Linked DNA regions of Mus musculus: region 2 is linked to region 1. A link is a contact called in public promoter capture Hi-C data. All regions are on one chromosome and are shown on one strand. Each heading gives the region's core, a stretch centred on a gene start, on an enhancer-like site or on the middle of the called end of the contact. The rest is flanking DNA. Distances are from core to core; before and after follow the strand shown.

Region 1 (3,170 bases), core at 143-2,642:
CATGTAAGATGCTTCTAGTCGTGGGGTGGCACAAAAAAGAAAAGCCGAAGATGCTTCCCGGTGTGATAGAATGCTTAGAGAATCAGACTTAGACGATGACGTAGAAGCCCTTTCCATCTTAGCTTGGGAACGCCAGGCTTAGAGACCGGCAATAATTTACCCATTATACACAGCACACAGCATTTTTAAGACAACTTGTTGCTGTTGTTGTTGTTGTCGTTTTGAGAATGATGATAATGATGATGATGATGATAATGACAATGACGTTTATGACAGATTATCTATGTAGCCCTGGCTGTCCTAAAGTGTGGTGTACAGACCAGGGTAGCCTTGAACCCACGGAGATCTACCTGCCACTGCTTTCTGAGTGCTGGGATTAAAAGTCTTATCATTTTGGTTCACCAAGGCCCATGCTGATACTGCAAGTCATACTTAGACCCCCCAGTTTTAGAACCCCAGTTTGAGAAGCTCATGTTTCAGTCTGCCTTGCTTCTCTGGTGGTGTGGTCTTAGTATGAACTTTCACAGTCCTTGCAGTATGTGAACATACCACACCCATTATTTTGTTGCCTGTGTCTGACTGCCTTACTACTTACCAAGTGTGGGTCTGGTCATTTCGGTTGCTGTTTCTCCTGACTCTTCAGATGGTGGCTCCTTTTCTTGTATACTCTTTGATTTTCATGAGAGAGTTCATGATTTGGAAATTTCTCGGAGGCATGGTTTGAAAATTCACTGCTGCAGAAAGGGTTTGCCTTTGTTCTAGAAGAAATCACCTTGGGGCTACTTCAAATTAAGGATACAGTTTGGACTTTGGGATTTTGGTTTTTGGGGTTTTTTTTTTCCTACAAGTTAATACATTCAAGGGCCATTTTGTGTTTGGAAATTCTTAGAGGATCTTTTGTTCTTTCTCCTTACCTCTGGCAGGGCCATTTTCCTTGCTGTGTCCTACCACGGTGTGGGGTTCTGGGCTGCTCTAATTCCTGACACACTGGAGTTAATGATGCTGTCTTCGGCCCTAGCTTTAGCTGAGAATCCCAGCCTGTCTTCCCTCCTTTTGAGGCCCTGGGGCTTTGTTTCCTGTGTTGTTGCCTTATAACCCACAGCCCCAAGACCACCATGGATGGCGAGATACCTTCAGACCCATCATCACTTCCCACACTGTGTAACCTCTGTGGATGGATGGTATCTTATGTTCTTATGGCCTCTGAGGATCTCCTACTTCTTGCCAGCTTAGCTATGCATTTAAAGGTAAATGAGTGTATTAAGTACCAGAATTACTTGGGGTGAGTAGGAAGCTGCATGTCTGGAAGTAGAAACCTGAAGTGTTCGTTGCTGGCCTTCCCTGCTATAAATGGGTGACTTCATCAGGTAAGGCTTCCCTGGTCATTACATAATTGCTACACAGTGTAATTTTCCTTCTGAGTTAACCTGTAAGTCGAGAGAATAGAGCCATTTCTGAGCCATAGAAACCTCTGTCTTTCAGCATTATTTGTTTTCGTTCTGATCTCGCTTTTGCTCAGTCCCACTGGGACCTTGACCACCTACAGATGTCTACAAACAGAAACTTGTTTGCAAAAAAAATACCTGCTAAATGGCCACATTCTTAAGGAATCCCTACATTCTGTTTCTGTGAGCCATCCGGCCCACATGGTTCTTGCATAAGCAGGGCAACAGTGCCAGGCAGTGGTATTATCACTCGGTTCATTTGTTCTGCAAACATTTTCTAAGCACCGAATGTGGGCTGTGCCCATACAAGGTTCTAGAATGTACCATTGGGTAAGTTACGGTCCTTCTCATCATAGAAAAAACCACTTAGATGGAATGCGATCACAATTTGGCATTGAGTGTGAAAAGGGAACCCACACAGCTTCGGGTAGAGGTACCAGATGAGCTTCCCAGAGGATGGAGAAGATGAAAAGAGCTAGAAAAGAAAAGATAGCTGGTCCCTCAAAAGCAAACACTACTCAAAGAAATGGCCCTTCTGAATCCCTTTTAAAGTTTTGGGCTGGTTTTCCATCCCAGAAACTGCCATTGAGAGTCACCATTTTTAATTTATGTCTTTTCAGAGGGGCAGTACTGTTTCTAAGGGGTTAAATTGTTACTTGGGAATTATGGGTGAAAAATATTAGTTATTATAATGGTTTGTGTTTCCCCAAGGGCCACAGTATATAAACAGACATGCAGCACTATGGTGCTAAGACAAACAAACAAGAAATGGACAGGAGACAGGGAGGGATCAAGAAAAACAAGTTTATGAAGGCTCCTTGGTAAAGCTGGCAGAGTAACACTGAGCAGAGACACAGAGGTGCTGAGTTTGCCTAGTGTCGGAAAGAGCAGCAGCATTGGAGTCAGCCACACCTACATTCAAAAGCTCAGCCCTGTTGAAAGCATATATAACCAAGGCAAATTCATCACAATGCACCTCTGTTTCCTCGTCTACAAAGTGTGTGTGTGTGTGTGTGTGTGTGTGTGTGTGTGTGTGTGTGTAATCCTCTCTTCGCCATGTGCTTGTGCGGATAGCATAAAGTCACATCTGCAAAGTCCCCAGCATGTAGAGGTAAATGAGAGATGCCTCTGTTCAGCCCACAACCGGCTTGTCCAGGGAGAGAAGATGCCTGAGAGCTCTCTTCCATGCTGCCTTAAAGACATGCATTGTCCAGAGCTCTTGGCGTCACCTGGGATGGGGTGTGGAATGATCTGGGATATTCAAGGTGTTGAATCCAAGTGATTTGAGTGGATCTAAGTATATAAGGATTTTTTTCTTGGGTTTTCAGTTCATTTGAAGCCCTCAGATCTTTGTCTCTGAAACATCATGCAAACCGAAGCCCAGGCAGGCATGGTACAGTTGGAGGTGGGCATCTTGAAGTGGGAGGCACTGAAGGTAGCAGGCAGAGTTGATGAAGAAAGATTAGGTTAACATCCCCTGTACCCTGAAAACCTGCTTCCCTATCTGCATCTTTCCTGCCCAATGAAAGCCTGTGAGAATTACTGAATAATGCCTGGCATAGGCTGGACCCTTGGTACATGCCTGTCAATAATAAACTATCTCCTCCCATGACATATAATCAGCATTGTCATTTGTTGATAACTTGTTATTTTGATGCATTTTTTTCTCTTCACCCTCAAAGTAACTCATCCATCAATCTATCACCACCACCACCACCATCATCA
Region 2 (3,593 bases), core at 751-3,250, 79 kb after region 1:
TTTTCTTCATTGTTGTTTGTTTGTTTGTTTGTGAGATTAAAAAAAATGAGGAAAATTTTTATTTTCCAAATATATGTTCTGGAAGAAGGAATCTGGGCTTTAATTATCTGTTCAGACCACAGAGAGGAAGCACAGCTGGCTAGGAATGCTTTGGAAAGCCAGAGAGGAAGCCACGGTATAAAGTGCAAGGAATTTTGGGTTGTCTGGGCTTTGAGAAGCAGAGACTTTAAGAACTGATAGAGTCCCTCTGTGGCCTTACAACAGAGGAGGGAGCAGCTCTGCCTGGTAAGCTCTTTGGCCCAGAAGAAAGAAAATGGGCCCCTGGGCACCATGTCTTCACCCTGTCCTCCGTGCCAGCAGTGCAGAACTAGTATCTGCCTCTGGCAAGTCAGCTTGCCTCTGTTTCCCTATCTGTAAACTGGATGGAGATAACAGAGTCCTCTCTTGGGGGTTGCTGGGAGGACTTGGTGTGATGATAAAGATGAAAGCTACTTCTTTAGTTAACATGAATTTAATGAATAGTATAGTAATTGCTATTATGTAATACATTATTGAAATTTTTTAAAAAAATAATAATTAGAACTTTACTATTAAGAACTTGCAAATAAAATTCACTCAGTAAGCTTAGCCAGTCCCAAAGTCTATACACTGAAATCTTACTAATCATATCCAGGGCCAAATTAAGAGTGTGTGTGTGTGTGTGTGTGTGTGTGTGTGTGTGTACTCGCACAAGAACTGGTCTTCCAAGAAAAGGGATTTAAAAGTGTGAGAAAAGAGCAGATTGTTCCCTTAGAGACCAGAATATCCTGGGAAAATGTCTATAAGTTGCTGAAACTATTTTAGAGTTGCCAGAATATTCCAAGGAACAGAAGAAAAGCCAGCCAGTGGCCCAGCTGTGGACTTTACTAGGTTGCAGGTCCATATGTTTGGCTAGGTCTGGTCTTCTGGCATCCCAGCCTCTCTGAGTCGGGGACAGATCCCAAGAATTGGCTTCCCAGACAGCTGCTTGCTATCTGCAAGAGCTGACTATGGGTAAGGCTGAGGGAACGGGGAACTGATGCTTGCCAGGTTTATGTGGACATAAAGAAGACCATTGGTCACTTACAGAGTGACTGTTTGTGCTGACAAACTCCTTCTGGGCTTCTCTGTAACAGTGGACCTGAGACCTCTGTAACAGTGGAACTGAAACTATCACCCCAAAATTTTGTCCTCGCAGCAACCTCCCTCATCTCTCTGCAGGGCCAACAGAGTGTTCTTCACCCTGTCTGTTTCCTTACTGGTTCCAATGGAAGCACGGCCATCGTGATCTTGAACATTTATCAGTTGCTTACCTTCGACCAGTGTGGTGCCAGATGCTTCAGGGGAATAGTCAGTTACCTGGGTTAGGTAGCTAGGCAGAACCGGAAACAGAGCTGGAGAGGTTCTTTATAGAGAGTCACACAGCTGGCAAGTAGCAATGGTGACGTCTACATCCAGGTTCAGGCTTTAGTGTCCACCCTTGCAACCTTACTGAATGTTTCTTATTTCCTGGATGTGAGACCCCCCCCCCGGACAGAACAACAGAGAGGTGACAATCACATGGCCCAGCCATGGGTTAACCCAGGCTAGCCCATTCTTTGAGGCCACCGTGCTGCAGGGAAAGCATAACAGAGTTAGGAGACAATGTAGCTGGGTTGAGCTCTAGGGCTGCTCTGCATTAGCTGTGAGTCATAGATCCCTCTGATCTCCTTCAAATTGGATGACAATATTTACTTTTCCAGGCTACCAAAAGAAACGACGATAACAGGCTGGCCTGGTACGTGCTGGGCAGGTGTCTGGAAATGGCAAGTGGTACCACAGTTGCAGGAAACAGAGAGTTAGGGCTTTGTTAAACCCGGGAAGTCTGATCCCTCACTGCAGGAAGAAACAGGCTGCTAGAGGCAAGCACGTTCCCAACTCTCTTGCAGGCTGCAGGCTGCAGGCTGCAGGCCTGGTGTTGGCCCTGGCAACAGAATCCATTTTATTTTCTAAGTATTTCAGGACCAGATGAGTCAGTGTGCTTTCACCTTCAGTATAGCATATGGGAGAATGCAAAGGAGCCTGCTGGCTATTCTCCATGAGGGTTGTTTGTCTTCCTTGATCAAGAGAGAATGGCCAAATGTGGGCAGCTGTGTGAGGAGCTGAAGACAAGAAGCAGAGGTGTGTGAGCATCCTGGTTGCCTGCTGCTTACCTTGGGATACCACTTGCCCTCTGGAGCCATTGTTCCCACTTTTGAAACGAGGGTCCAAGCTTCTTGGAAGGGTTATTATAGTGGTTGAAGGTTAGCTGTAGGTAGTCCCACAAACCATTAGGACCCTACATCCAAGGTTGTCAGGCCATGCCTCCTCTGCCCCTCCCACACCCGACTTGTCTAGCCAGGTAAAAATGGGTGTGGCCAGATATAGCCCTCCTGCCAGACATAGCTGATGCCAAATCCTCTGGAGAGCAGATGGAATAGATCTGGCCTACTCTCCTGGGTCCAGCCTCAGATCTTTTGACCCCTCTCTGGGTCAGTGCACAACTTGGGGCTGGGGCAGGCACAGATCTGGGACAGCCTGGAGCCATAAGCAGCCTCGTAAATCAGGCCCAGCCTTGGAGACTTCTGCAAGCTCTCTGTGGAGCCTAGGAGCCCCAGCTTCTTAAAGCTGTATCCTCTCACTCCCACTCCAGTCTGGAGTCTAAGGGGTGAACAGAACCTGATTTATAGAGACCTCAGCCCAGCCTGTGAGGGAGGCCCCAGAAAGAATGGGCTTCCCCTATGACCTGCCTCCCAAGTCACAGATAGAGACAGAGGTGCTCTGTAGGGAGAACCACCTCCCTCTGGGCCAAGGTTGAAAACTGAAAACTGTCCCCAACTATCCCCTTCTGGGACTTGGCCTTCTTCACTGGAAAGATCCAATTTGTCCTTTCATAAATGAATGAAAGGGGGAAACACTTCCAAAACGGCCCCTTGCCACAGAGCTGCTGCAGAAGGATCGATCGGGTCTGAGTTTGAGCTCAAACTCCACCATCCCCAGCTTAGACAAGTCTTCTCCCATCCACTCCTGTATCTCAGTCTTCTCCCATCCACTCCTGTATCTCACTGTCTAGTCTCCCACATGGCATAGAGCTGGTGTGAGAGACAACCGGTTAGCAGATGCCAGGCACACTGTACATTGACAAGCAGTTGTGTATACTTGAAAAAGCTTCTCTCCCCGACCCCTGTCTGCTTCTTCAAGTCAAACAGGAGACACCAGGTTTGGACCCTTGTACAGGCCTGTCAGGTGGGGACTCATGAATTACTCTCCGACCACCCCGAACTTCTAGAACACCACTGTCTACACTTAGCCAGTCTCTACATGTGGCTGCTGTGTTCATGAAATGTGACGATACAATTAAAAACCTTAATTGTTATTTTAACAGCAATTAAAATTGAAATCTATTACATGCTGTGGGTGACTACTGTGGTAGACAACCCAGGCCTTAACCACACAGTCTTGAAGACCTGGTTCGGCATTGGTTCTTGGATAAGCTTAATTACCCATCCACGCCTCCAATGTCCTCATCTATAAGGCAAAGAGTGTGTGGAGTCAGC

Evidence for each region. Capture Hi-C pulls out chosen DNA fragments and counts their contacts.
Region 2: a contact with region 1 is called in a promoter capture Hi-C map of pancreatic islet. The contact joins two enhancer-like sites. A contact is called at or near these places in 2 of 484 Hi-C or Micro-C datasets (cerebral cortex and epidermal suprabasal cells), 2 of 115 datasets of contacts at active chromatin or transcription factors (double positive thymocytes and large pre-B cells) and 3 of 9 other capture datasets (adipose tissue, liver and pancreatic islet).

What each region holds. Positions count from the first base shown.
Region 1 is chr7:96,444,294-96,447,463 of GRCm38.p6, forward strand. The region is part of intron 3 of Tenm4 (teneurin transmembrane protein 4); the gene reads left to right. Among named protein-coding and RNA genes, the nearest start is that of Gm15412, 100 kb to the left of the region's middle. Within about 2 kb of position 1,393, at least 6 of the 459 cell types and tissues checked have an H3K27ac peak or open chromatin away from gene starts, as enhancers often do. A contact at or near this core is called in pancreatic islet, where this site is marked.
Region 2 is chr7:96,522,946-96,526,538 of GRCm38.p6, forward strand. All of the region lies in intron 4 of Tenm4 (teneurin transmembrane protein 4), which reads left to right. Among named protein-coding and RNA genes, the nearest start is that of Gm15412, 180 kb to the left of the region's middle. Within about 2 kb of position 2,001, at least 24 of the 459 cell types and tissues checked have an H3K27ac peak or open chromatin away from gene starts, as enhancers often do. A contact at or near this core is called in pancreatic islet, where this site is marked.